Linked DNA regions of Mus musculus: region 2 is linked to region 1. A link is a contact called in public Hi-C data. All regions are on one chromosome and are shown on one strand. Each heading gives the region's core, a stretch centred on a gene start, on an enhancer-like site or on the middle of the called end of the contact. The rest is flanking DNA. Distances are from core to core; before and after follow the strand shown.

The links. A called contact is a pair of places that touch in the nucleus more often than the background predicts.
Region 2: a Hi-C map of uterus shows a contact between it and region 1. The contact joins the promoter of Ctr9 here to the enhancer-like site in region 1. A contact is called at or near these places in 4 of 39 promoter capture datasets (the C10 cell line, embryonic stem cells, hippocampal neurons and 1 more), 3 of 15 datasets of contacts at CTCF or cohesin (embryonic stem cells, large pre-B cells and stem cell-derived epiblast-like cells), 32 of 484 Hi-C or Micro-C datasets (the AtT-20 cell line, B cells, the C3H10T1/2 cell line and 22 more), 7 of 115 datasets of contacts at active chromatin or transcription factors (the NIH/3T3 cell line, astrocytes, embryonic forebrain and 4 more) and 2 of 9 other capture datasets (embryonic stem cells and liver).

Annotation. Positions count from the first base shown.
Region 1 is chr7:110,276,617-110,283,528 of GRCm38.p6, forward strand. It overlaps Swap70 (SWA-70 protein), which reads left to right. Exons shown (of 12, transcript NM_009302.3): 10 at 2,564-2,762; 11 at 3,951-4,047; 12 at 4,615-6,890. The coding sequence ends at 4,721. Among named protein-coding and RNA genes, the nearest start is that of Gm32861, 8.3 kb to the right of the region's middle. Within about 2 kb of position 2,770, at least 27 of the 459 cell types and tissues checked have an H3K27ac peak or open chromatin away from gene starts, as enhancers often do. A contact at or near this core is called in stem cell-derived neural stem cells and uterus, where this site is marked.
Region 2 is chr7:111,026,143-111,033,054 of GRCm38.p6, forward strand. It overlaps Ctr9 (CTR9 homolog, Paf1/RNA polymerase II complex component), which reads left to right and starts at 2,809. Exons shown (of 25, transcript NM_009431.2): 1 at 2,809-3,039; 2 at 4,072-4,170. The coding sequence starts at 2,995.

The DNA.
Region 1 (6,912 bases), core at 1,520-4,019:
GGTTCGCTTTGGCTTGCGGTTCCAGAGGGGAGTCTGTAATTGCTGGGAAGGCATGGCGTGGTGGCAAGAGCAGGAAGTGGCTCATCCCCTCGCCATCCGCGAAAGGAACAGGAAATGAGGTGAGCCTTACAAAGCCTGCACCCTGTGACACAGAAGAATGGAAATGGGCTAGAAGGGTCGGCTGAAAGGCCATATGGGTCTGTGAGTTTTTATGTCACCAAACTAAAGTTGAGTTTTATTTTTAAGATATAGTCTCACTATGTGGCCCCAGATGGCCTGAAACTGGCTCTGTAGACCAGGTCTGCCTGCCTCTGACTCCCAAGTGATGGGATTGAAGGTATGCACCACCACTGCCCGGCTTATTATCATTATTTTTGAGAAAGGCTGACCTCAGGAGGAAGATGCTATGTAGTTGAGTATGACCTTGAACTCCTGATCTCCAGGACTCCATCCCTGGAGTGCTGCCTACAGACATGTACCGCATCTGTTACTAGCTAGCTATTGAGCCCAGAGCTCTGTACAAGATGGATAAGCACTCTTCCACCTGAGCTACATCCCAGGCCCAGGGGATAGCTTTTGAATGCCTGAAAGGGTCCATGATGTACCTGGTACAGTAGTGTGCACTGCTGCCTCTCTGCCAGCTGCTGGGATGTTTTTCATGTGTTTGAAGGCAGCCGGGGCCCAGGTTCTTAAGTGAGGTATGGATGGGTACTTAATTCCCATGGTACTTGAATTTAAAGTAGTATTTTACTATGTCAAACTTTTAGTTTTTTATCCATAAAATAATGGTGATTGCCGGTTTCAGGGCTGTGAGGATGAAGTTAGATGTAGCAGGTACAGTGTTTAGCATGCCAATGTTTAGTTTTCTGTTCTTTGATCTCATTCATGGATGGGGAAGATACGTCATGTACAGAATTAAGAAGGATGTTGAATGATAGCATTAGGTCAAGAGAACATCAGAAAGACAGAGGGACTAGAGATGGCTCAGCAGCTAAGAACACTTGCTGCTGCTCTTATGGTGGGCTAGGGTCCAGGTCCCAGTACCCTTATGGCAGGTCACAACGGATTCTCCTGTCTTCGCCTCCTGAGTTGCTAGGAGGACAGACGTGTGCACACACTTGGCTTATTCCTTCTCTGTAAAGGAGGACGCTTAGGCACAGGAAGGGCGGAAGTGCTGAAACCTTTAGTCAGAGGTCAGTTTGCAAACCACAGAAACCAACTTGGATGAGGGAAGGCAAAAGGTGATTTATGGGAACATTCTTAAATAGTTCTCCAGTTCCATGGAGGGCAGGTGGCCTGGCTTGAACAGTGGCAGGAACCAAGGGGTATGGGCCTGGGGCGGATGCCACAGACACACACAGGTCAGCTCTCCTGTTGCCCCTGCCATCAGTAAGAACAATTATCCATCGTCTCTGGTTCTGTGCCAGGCGCTTTTGAGTCAGAGTTCCAGGGAACAATTGCTTTGCCAAGCTCATTTCTTGTTCCACCAAGCTCTGCTGCCAAGGGCAGGTGGCAAGGTCTGTATGGTGGAGTCTGTACTGGGAGATGGGGCTTCACCTCCCACAAGACCCCACTGTGCTATTCTCTAGCTGCATGAAGCAGCCTAGCCCTCTGAAAGCTTGCCCTTCCTCTGTACTTCAGCACTCTCACTGACCATAGAAGAGCATTGGCAAAGAACACAGATGCGTAATGGATAGCTATGAACGGGGAGTGCATGTCAGGGCTGTCTGCGGTGCTGCGCTCAGTGGTAGACACTGTATTCTGGAGACTTCCAAGGAGCTCAAGTGTGCCTCTAGGGGGATTTGGGATCTGGAAGGGGTGGTGTGGTCCTTGCCTCTTTCCTTGCTGCTGCTGTAGAGAGCAGATGCTGCAGGTGACAGTGGTTGCCCTGCCAGATGACTTGACTCTGTGGCTCCTTGTTAGACTTGTGCCTTGACACTGTTGGCGTTTGGCTACACTGTCTGCGTAGTGCAGGCTTGGGCGGTGTATTGGTTTATTTATTTAAACACAAATGTAGTTGACTAATCCAAGCCAGCTTGTTCTTGCGACTAGCACTTTGGCGTCAAACACCTGCATTGAAGTCCATTGTGTCCTCTGCGGTACACTTGTGGACACATTCCTTCATCTGTGACGAGGGACCGGTACCTCCAGGATTGTTTTGTTGGTAATAGGTCTTTATTAGATGAATAAATGTTTCAGTGTTGTAGCAACTAGGCAGGTTGCAGAGCTTGGCTCCTTGGCCTTACTTCTTCATCTCAGATGTGACTACTAATTGAACATATGTGCACTCTGCAAAGCAGCGGAGAAAACACACTTGACGCTGTTCTTAACATACACTTGCCACTGTCTAAATGCTAGTTTTCGTTTTCCTTCATGTAAGATTGAGGACACTTGGAGCAGGACATGCGGGCTGCTCTCAGGCTTTGTGATAGACACTCCTTGGCTCCCAGTCTCCTTTAAGATGGGAGGCCTCGGATGACTGAGATGCTCGTCTCTGAAATGCTTGTCCATCTTGGCCAGGGTCCCCAGCAGGGTGTGACCCCGAGTGTCCTCTGTGTTACAGGTTGCTGGAGGAAGAGTCTTCTAAGAGGGCAGAGCTGGAAAAGTGGCACCTGGAGCAGCAGCAGGCCATTCAGACAACAGAGGCGGAGAAGCAGGAGCTGGAACAGCAGCGTGTCATGAAGGAGCAGGCATTGCAGGAGGCCATGGCACAGCTGGAACAGTTGGAGTTGGAGCGGAAGCAGGCCCTGGAGCAGTATGAGGTGGCTGGACTTAGCCCTGACACACCTGTAACTGGCACCTGAGATCAGCTGGGGTGGGGGTGGGGCTCTGCACCTAACACTGCACAAACCAATGTAAACAGACTCCAGCACTCACTTGGCGGAATCTTGCTTAGCAAAGAGAAGAAAGAAGCAGTTTTATTTTGTTTTCTACAGAGGTGTCTGTCCACTCAGGGACCATGCAGGAGTGTGATGAGGAAGTACAGTTACATGCTGTGACAGAGGGTCCCCACGCTGCAGAATTGACTCCAAGGACACAGGGATAGCATGCAGGTGTAGGCAGTACCCATTGCCCCACCCTGAGGGTGAGCACCTAGGGAGGTCACTTACTCCCAGCCCCTCACTCAGACCTTATTGGAGGGGCCCATGGTGGCAGAGAGGTGCTGACATTCGAGACCAGAGGAAGTCACCGAGAAGCTACGTCCTCAACACCAATGTCTTAGTTACTGTTGCTGTGAGAAAACACTGTGACCAAGGCAACTTATAAAATAGTATTCAATTGGACTTACGGTTTCAGTGGTTAGAGTCCATGATGGGGGAATGAAGACAAAGGCAAGGACAGCTGAGCACCCACGTCTTCTGAAAGCATGAGGCAGAGAAACACTGGAATGGCTCTTTTGGAACCTCAGAGTCTAGCCCAGTGACATAGCTCCTCCAACAAAGCCACTCTCCTAATCCTTCCCAAACAGCTCCACTGACTGGGAACCAAGTATTCAAACATATGAACCTACTAGGGCCACTCATTCAAGGACACCGTGGCCATGGTTGTCCTGACTGTGTGCCAGCAGACCAGCCCTTCCTTTTCATGTCCTTCAGAACCTATTCCTATTGAAGCTAAGACTGACAGTTATTGTGAGAGAGCTGAGCTAGCAACAAGACAGGCCAGGAAGGGCAGGTGTGGGGCAGAGGCAGAAAGCTGACACAGAGGGGCCTACTGTCACATGCATGAGGTGAGATGAGCCTTGGAGTCACAAGGCTTGGCCTCCACCCTGCTTCCTCCACCTTGGGCAGATGCTTAGCTCTCTGAGCCTGAGTTTTTGCTAGTGTGCAGTAGATAACGATAGCTCTTCCTCCTTACAGTGACCCTGGTCATTTAATGAGGGAGTCCACGGGTGTACAGTAGGTGCCAGTCCACGCTACTTAGATCTTAATCTGCCACTTTTGTCCTAGGGAGTTAAAAAGAAGCTAGAGATGGCAACACATATGACCAAGAGCTGGAAGGACAAAGTGGCCCATCATGAGGGATTAATACGATTGATAGAACCAGGTAATATTTATATATATATATATATATATATATGTATAATTATCTATTTTAACTTATTTTCTGTTGCATTTATGCAGTTTAATTTATGTGAACAAACAACAGTAACTTTCTTAGGGGCACAAAGCTCTTGCTTCTATACATAGCACCACATAAAACTGGGCATAGGAGCAGCTACCTGTACTGCTAGCACTTGGGGTCTGAAGTGTGAGCTCATCCTTGAGATGGCTCAAGGGTTAAGGCACTATGTAGGCCTGACGACTTAAGTTCAAGTCCTTGGAACCCTTACCAATGCCTGGATGGGGGAATGTACATTTGCAATCCCAGGGTTCCTACAGGGAGATGGGAGCAGAGAGCCCGCTGAAGCCATGATGCTCCTGTGGATTCTCTTAAGCTTGTCCTCCTTAGTAAGTGCTCCTGGGTAACCTCCCTGCGTGCATAGTTGCTGCTCTTTTGGCTGGCGGACCTTTTTGGGTATTCCTCAGAGAAGTAGGAGTGTTGTCCCCCTGATGCGATGACAGGTGCGGAGAGAGCCAGCCTTCCTGCATTGAAAGCACGCTTGTCGCTTAGGTTCCAAGAACCCTCATCTGATCACCAACTGGGGACCCGCAGCGTTCACCCAGGCAGAGCTCGAGGAGAGAGAGAAGAGCTGGAAAGAGAAGAAGACCACAGAGTGACGGCCGTCCCAGCGGTCACCCAGTCAGTCACATCAGTGAGGAGTCAAGAGCTTCATACCTGGGACAAGAACATTGGCTTTGCTGCTTCTAAGTCTCCCCTCAGGGCTCCAGCAGGGTCCTGTGCTGAGGACGCCATGTTTACCTTCTAGAGATGTCTCAGCTCTCCTGGCGAGAACATAGGCACAGGTGTGGCTGGAGCCACCTCACTGTTGTCTTCTGCAGCCCTTGCAGCCCCTGGTCTCAGCCCCGCCTTGGATGGGAGGTCAGCTGTCTCCTCCCCTCCGGCAGCGCATTCCCTTGGCCGATTGCCTGGTCTGTTGGCCTCTTTGAGTCAGGTGTCATGGCAAGCCTCCGCTGTTGGTGCTCTGATGGACAAGTCACTAGTCACTGCCCTTGTGGATGGAATCTGGTTGGTGACTCTTCCCAGCTTCAGCTAAGATACTTCCCTCCCTGACCACCACACACATGGCATGCTTCGTTTGCATTTTCTTTCTCCTCACCTCAAAGCAAGACTTATCCTGGCCCAGCGGCTCAACTTAGTTCTTTGGGTGTTCTGTCCCCAGCTGCTAGTCTGTTGAAATCAATGGTGATTGGATAGTTTGGGGGGTTACATGGGCACAGTGGAAGCTGACAGAATGTGGACTGGTAAGATGTAAAGTGTCACAGGATGATGGCCAGCCTTGTGGCTTTCACTAGAACTATGTCTCTCTGCTTTTCCCTCCGAGGATGACACAGATTGTGGTTTGTATGCTTCTTGTTTGAGGAATGATTTCAGCCCTAATCTGGTCTGAGACGGAGATGAGTGGTTGGAAAGTAAGCCTTACCACACTAGTTGGAATCTGTAACCAGCAGTAACTCCATGCACAGCCAAGAAGCTTTACATTATAAACAGGAAGGTGACCCATGTGGCACAGAAGAGGTGGGACTCAGTAGAGAGCAGGGACCCCCACGGGCCTGGTCCAGCCTTGCCTCAGAGCAGGAAGGAGGCCATTCCAGACATGTGCAAGTCTACAGATAGATCCCAGCAGTCCTGGCATCTACATAAGGACTGGATAGAGTTCCATTAATCTCTGCCTTTTATGACTGGAAAACATTTGCCAATGGAAGTCTTACCAATTTTTCTTAAGATTTTGGGCTGCTTAATAAAAGTAATTTTATTTAATGTTTATAGTTGCCTTCATACAGTTTAGATTTGTGTGCAAAGTATCACTGTGTCACGAACCTTCTTAGTGGATAACTTGGGTGTAGGTTTGGACCTGGCCATTCACTCACCATGTTTCCTTGTCAGTGCAGCCGGGAATCAGACCAAGGGGACCAGGGTCTCCCCTGTGTCTTGATGATGTCTCCTAGAGACCTCAGTGTCCTTGGAGAGAAAAGAAAAAGAAACTCCAAGAAGGTACTGGCCGGTGTGAAATGTCTGGACGGAAGCAAGGGCCTGGGGGTCCAGGGGAGACTGGGGTAAAGGGATCGCCCGGGCCGGGCTGACAGAACCTCCCTCCTTAAACCTGGACTGTCTTACAGCACAGCCAGAGGCATGGCCCGCAGCTGCCACGGCCCTCCTTGTCTGGTCTCAAGCCTGAATACTGCATGCTCCCTTTGTATGGGCTGTGCAGAAGGCGTCTGCAGTCTGTAGTGTTTGTTTCTGCTTGCCTCACCGGCTTCAGTAGCACTGTGGCTGGGAAGTGAAAGTCCTTTGTAGACAGTGGATGAGAAGACCGCACAGATGTGAACTGTGTGACTCCCCTTTAGGCCAATGCGCTGATACTTGTGGGTCTCTCCTGATACTCAAGGTGGTTTCAGCTAAGTGTCTATAGACCGTGCCTCATCTCTGTAATAACTACAGGAAACGTTGGGAGTGTCTGTCTGTGTGTTCACTGTAATCAGCCCTTTCCTCCAACGAGAGATGAGATTATTTGCAGGAATTATGAATGAAAAGCATTTGAAAATGTTTTGGGATCTACTATATTGAGAATGAACAAAATATTTATAATTTTAAAACATTTTTATCTACACATACAATGTAATATGCTCTACTTCTTGTTTTTTTTTTGTTTTGTTTTTTTGCTAATTTTTCTAAGGTATTAAAATGTTTTCTATGGGATTTTTGGTTTCTATTTTTTTAGTAAAGTGGACTCAATAACAAAATTAAACATACCAGAATTTCATACATTTTAAACTGGTTACATTAATA
Region 2 (6,912 bases), core at 1,559-4,058, 750 kb after region 1:
TCATGTCTCCAAACTTTCACATTTAAAGTCTGCAATTAAATTGTTCTGTCAGAGAACCAGTGTCATTTGAGAAATGTTAAATACTTTCCTCTTGGGAGGCTGTAGGAAGTTAAACATTGTCCTATACTGGTTTATTTCAAAGCACAAAGTACTCTGTGTTTCCTGCTGCACCTTGGGACATCAGTGCTGACTAACACCATGAGCTTTTGTTCTACGCGGCTAACATCAGCATGCTTGAAGTAGGAATCTTCACTTCACCCTACTCTCCACGCACCCATGCCTTACGCTCCAGTCTCATGGCTTCCTTCTGGATTCATGAAGCTCCTCTCTCTAGTACACACCCACCCAAATCATACTAAATTCCCCATTAATTATCACATCTTCCAAATCCCAGTCTAAATCAAGTTCCCCTATTAACCAAACATCGAGTTCTATATTATCAAGATATCTTTGGTTACCAGTAAACAAGAGACCAAATGTCTGACAGGGACTTTCATACCAGGGAAGCTTTGGGTCATGTAAAATAATCACCACTGCCTACCACAAAGTGTGTGTGTGTGTCTCTGTGTGTGTGTGTGTGATTCGTTATAAGCTTTGTCACGATTTAAGCAGAAGTCAGTGTACTTCCTAAAACAATATCCATTAAATGCATGTGAGGACATTTGAAATATGGCTTATCCAAGTGGAGGATTGACTTTAATTGTAATTAATTGAAATTATGGAAAACTGAGGTATGTGACTCCTCTTCCAATTGTAGATATTAGAAAATCTAAATATTGACCCAAATAAAATTCATCAACTAAATTATATATATATAAAATACATGCTGGATTTCCAAGACCTAATAGGAAAAATGATAAAATATATTACTAAAATTAATTTAATCTGGCTTTTATATTTTAATGTGGTTGCTAACATTCTTTAAATTATGATGGGCATAGGTGGCTCACCCAGCACTGCACAGGCAGAGACAGACAGATCTCTGTGAGTTCAAGACCAACCTAATCTACATAGTAAGTTACAGGCTACATAGTAAGACCTTCTCTAAAAAAATTTTTTAAGATTACATATGTAGATAGCACTTTATTTATTTGGCAAGCACTTATTCAAACATGTAAAAATAGTTACACAACCATTAAGTCACAACATAAATTGAATTCAGGGGCTGGAGAGATGGTCAGCGGTTTAAGAGCACTGACTGAATTCAAAATCCAGCAACCACATGGTGGCTCACAACCATCTGTAATATCTGATGTCCTCTTCCGGTGTGTCTGAAGACAGCTACAGTATACTTACATATAATAAATAAATAAATCTTTAATAAATAAATAAATTTAATTTAGTTTCTTCTCAAGAGTTTTAAGAGAGTTAAGAGGAAAACTATAAATGAACTGGCATTTTTCATAAATACCTACGAGTGAAATATAGCTGAAACTAGGTTGGAGCTTGAAGCCAGAGAAGATGAAGAATCAAGAAAAGATGGCAAAGAGATAATAGTAGCTTTGGCTCAGCAGAAGAAATTGGGAGAAAGAGCAGTGAATATCTTAAAAAACACTGGCTAGCAGGGATGGAGGGGGGCTCTGTTTTGAGACAGGATCTCTCTATTCTGTAACCCCAGATTAGCCTGGAACTCCATGTATAGAGTAGAATGGCCTAAATTCAGCGCTCTCCTCCTGCTCCTCCCTCCTAAGAGTTGAGATTAAAGACATGTGCCACCACACCCAGTTAAACTAACCCTTTTTATTCCCCATTTGGGGGGGGGGGTTCGAGACAGGGTTTCTCTGTAGACCAGACTGGCCTCAAACTCAGAAATCAGCCTGCCTCTGCCTCCCAAGTGCTGGGATTAAAGGTACATGCCACCACTGCCCGGCCTATTCGCTTATTTATTAAGATCCTTCCCTTGTTTATTCCAAGCACAAGAAACTATTTAATACTCTTCTATAATGAAATCATGAGCTAAAATGTTTTTGAATTCTATAATTTCATTATTTAGGTTTAATAGAATTCTTTTGATTTTATTTAAATCAAACCTAGCAGTTCCTTTTCATTGTGCTCCTAAAGAAATATAAGTACATTAAGAAATATATATAAGCCAGGTGCCCAAGCATATGCCAATAACTGCAGCAGTCAGAAGGCTGAGGTCGGGAGTTTCAAGTCAACCTGGGATACAGAATATCTCAAGAAATAAACAGGGTCTGCAAAAAGTTGCCTGGCTCCAACGCTGTCTATCTGAGTTCGAGCCCTACGACCTTCAGAGTAGGAGAAAACTGATTCCCACAAGATGTCCCCTGCCCTCCATTTGCCACACCATCGCTCGCATGTATCCATATACAAATATGTAACGCAACAAATAAAAATAATAATCCGTGCATTATTACCATAACTTCAGAATTCACTGATTATGTCTATTTAAACTAGTCACAACGACATCACCAGTGTGACTTGCACAAACTGGCTGGGACAACACAAAACGACTGTAAAGCTGATAAAAGATTGAATTATCCCCCAAGAAGCTTAAGTGGCCGAAGAGGCAAGGCACCGCCCATAGAATTCGTCACCAGAGGCCCCGCCCATAGAGGCGTGGTTTCGCCTCACCACCACCACTCCCCGCTCCGGCGCGGGTCTGTGAGGAGCTCAGTTTGGACACCTTAGCGGCAGATGCCGCGTTCCCGAAGGCGCTCGGTCACCTACGGCTGACACAACAACAACCTCAGGACTATCAGTCTTTCCAAAGAAGGACGCATCAGAGCCGCCAGGCGGGCGGAGCTCGCGTGGGACACGCCCTACTGGTAGTGCTTCCGGGACAGGGGGCGGGGCCTCCGGAAGTGGCCGGTCGCGGTCTGAAGCTCGTTGTTTCAGCGGCGGACAGCAGAGGAGAAGCTGGTCTCCGGCAGCTCCGCTGGGTGTGAGGTGTGGTAACCTCTGTAAGGCTGGAAGCCGGGACTGCGATCTGCCGAGCGGCGGGGTGAGAAGCGCCTGCTTTCAGAGCTCACCATGTCGCGGGGCTCCATCGAGATTCCCCTCCGGGATACTGACGAGGTGGGTGCCGAGTGTGCAGCGGGGGAGGGCTATGAACTTGGACGATCCCAGCGCCGATTTTGCTCCGCTTGGTTTTTGGAGGGGAGAGCCGCAGCCGAGCTTCTCGGCCCAGGCACCACTCAGCTGGTCACCTTTCTGGCCGCAAGGACTTCGGGAAAGTTCGCCTGCAGCCTGCTCCTTGTTGACAGTCGGCTGTCTTCCGAGGCGCAGGGGTGTGAGCGCCGAGTAAACCTCACCTCTTACAGAGGGGAGTCAGTGCCCCAGGGGCTACCTGCTGCTCCAACTTGGGATTTGTTTATTTTTTTAAATCTCCCTGGGTATCTGAGAGACGGCTCTTAATGCCATGGAAGAAAAGTCTGTCAAGGCACACTATTAACACAGCTCTCTGGGCGAGATAAGGGGCCCGAGATTTAGCCGCTCCTGTGTGCTGATGGCAACGACCCACTTTCATCCATGGCGTGTGGTTTGTCCGAATAAAGCTCCAGCGTTGCCTCAGTCAGACTAGATTTTACACACTTTTATTTTCGATCGAGGTAGAATTCATTTCTAAAATATGGTGGTCTTGGGTACATTCCAGAATATTTTTCTTCTAATTGTTGGTGCCCACATTTTAGGCATGTATGTGACCCACGATACTGCCTCCGTGATTTAAGTGACCGTTGGTATTCAACTTTGCCTGTCCTCTGGGATAGAGTTTCTCAAGCTCTCAGACCTATGGCATCAGTGTTTCGTTGGCCTATGGGTTGTACAAGGTTTCATTTTGGTTTTGAGTAAGCAAGTCGTTGAGAATTTTATAGTTTTAGCGATGTGAAGAACGACCAACAGGATTTGCCTGCTTTTCTATGCTTTGACCAAACCAGACTACAACCTGTTTGCCATGTGTTTCCTAAATAGGAACATGTATTAATTAGTTCACTCCATTGAAAGTGAGTACATACCCTTTGTGTATGGGCATTGATGAGTATTCAAAACACGCAGAAGAGAGAAATTGTGAATTTAAAAAGGAAACGAAACGTTTATTCTGTGTTTTAGGTCATTGAACTTGACTTCGATCAGTTACCGGAGGGAGACGAAGTCATCAGCATTCTGAAGCAGGAGCACACACAACTGCACATATGGATTGCCTTGGCGGTCAGTATTCCTAGAGCAGATTTTTCTGTTGACTAAAAAAACATAGGATTTTGGTTCTCAAGTACAGTAATAGCCCACAGGATTAAATCTGTTGTGCATGATTAAATCATCTGTATGAAAATTAGTAGCAGCAGAGGCAGGTCGATCTCTGAGTTTGAGGTCAACCTGGTCTACTTCCAGGACTGTGATGGCACGTACTCACGAACAATGGTTATATTCTCATTTATGGAACAGTAAGGTCAGTTTCCCAACTACAACTCTACTGGTAAATTAATGTCTGTTGATAAAGGTGAGAGATTCATTTAAGGTAAATAGTTCTCTATATTGAGGTTTTAATTACTTCGTGGTAATTCAATGAAACTTAGCTTATGTATAGATAGAATAAACATTACTTTCCATAGCTTTTCTTCTAAAACATTCTGGAAGGTGATTAGGCTCCAAGCTAATGCAGAAGAAGGCCCTTTTGCAGTGAAATTTATCTCGGTATCACGTTTTTTGTCATATTTGTTCCTGCCTTCATAATATGAATGCTACTAGAAATTCTCAGCAAATTCAGTGTGGGAACCTATAATTTTAGACACTCTACTCCCTGGCATTATGTTTCCTTTTTATGAGCAATTGTAAGATAAACTATACTCACTATTCCTAAACTTGTATGCTACAAGTGGCTTTCATAGAAAGATACATAAGAAGTTCCAGCCGGGCGTGGTGGCACACGCCTTTAATCCCAGCACTCGGGAGGCAGAGGCAGGCTGATTTCTGAGTTCGAGGCTAGCCTGGTCTACAAAGTGAGTTCCAGGACAGCCAGAGCTATACAGAGAAACCCTGTCTAGAAAAACAAAAAAAAAAAAAAGTTCCTAATGTTACCTTGATGGTCAGAAAAGTAGGTTTAGAATTGGGCACATATTCTGCTCAATTATGCTATGGATTGAATCTAGGTCCTTGAAAATACTGGAACACTCATCTTCTAAGGTGTATCCCCAGCCTTGCTTTTACCTTTTATTATGAGGCAGAGTCTCACTAAGTTTCCCAGCTGTCCTTGACCTTTAGTCTTCCTGCTCAGCCTTCCAGATAATCATCTTAAAAAATATATAATTGTTAGTGCACATTGTACCTATTAATGGATTTCTCTATATGCATATATTGTGTGTTGGGTCATATTCACCCTCCTAAGCTCCCTCACTTCCATACCCTGCTGTATTCCATCTACTTTGAGGAGTTTTTTTTCTTTTTCTTTTCTCAATTCCAGCTCACATGTTTAAAAAAAAAATCTATACCATGCTTAGAGTTTTGTATGTGTCCTCTAGTTCCATCCATTTTCCTGAAGCTGACATGGTTCATTCTTTATGGCTAGGTAAGACTCTTTTACACATCTGGTATATTTACCATTCACCTGTATGGGTACCTACACTGATTCCATAGGCTGGCTAGTGTGCCACACTGAATGTGGATGTGCAGGTAGTGTTTATATGTGCTGACTTTTTCCTTTGGATATAAGACTGGGAGTGGTACAGGATGCTTCCCTACTGATTTTCCTCATCCTTGTCAACATTTGTTATTGTTGTTATTATTGGTAATAGCCATTTTTACTAGGGCAAGGTAGAATCTCAACTTTTTAAATTTTTGATTTATTTTTTGGAGTTTTTTTGTTTTGTTTTTAAAGATTTATTCATATTTTATGTGTCTGAGTGCTTTGCCTGTGTGTGTTCTTGTATACCACATGTATGCCTGATTCCTTCAGAGACCAAAGAGAGTATTAGACGCCCTGGAGCTGGAGGGATAGACAGTTGTTCGATGCCATTCAGGTGCTGGGAACCAAACCCCCATCCTTGCTGCCCTTAACTGCTGAGCCATCTTTCCATCCTCTGGTTTACTTACTGTTGTTGTCTGGGATGGTATTGTTGTTTGAAACAGAATTTCATGTAGTCCAGGCTGGCCTCAAACCAGCTATTTGTCTGAGGCTGACCTTGAACTCTTGATCTTCCTGCCTTCACCTCCCAAGTAGTGGGAGGTTTATGTCCCCATGCCCAGCACACAGAGTACGTTTCGTACACACTTGCCTAATGACTAAAGATAGTGAACATTTTTCATGGACTTAGTTTGTACTTAGCCTTTGGGAAGCATTTGTCATGTCATTGACCTGTTTGTTGATCGGCTTACTTGTTTTTGTGTTTGGTTTTTGGATGGTTGGTTTCTTAGTTCTTCATGTATTCTAAAGATGGATTCTGTTAGGTGAATAGCTGGCAAAGATTTTCTCCATTCTGTAAGCCATCTCCATCACTCTGTTGACGCCTTTGCTCTGTAGACACTCATTTTATTGTAGTTCTGTGTGTCAGTGGTTCTGTTTTCTAAAATGTCTACTCTAAGAAAATCTTCCCAGCTAGGTGCAGTGGCATACTTCTAAAAGCCAGAATTTCAGAGTCTGAGGCAGGGGGATTTGAAAGTTTGAAGCTAGTTTAGGCTCCATATGGAAACTGTTTCAAAAAAAAAAAAGTACATCAACAGCAACAAAATGTCTTCCACCCAGTGTGGATAGACTAAAAAGTATTCTTCTAATGGACTTTGCCATGCTGCTAGAGCAGTCACCTTTTCCTATTGCCTGGAGATTTTGATCCTGTTGTTAATGGATAGAGTTGGTATTAATGACAGAGTAAATGATAAGGCTCTGTAGATTGGGTTCCTTTTGGGGAAACTGGTCTTGGGTTTAAAGAAGACTTTGTTCAAGTTCCAACATGACTGCTG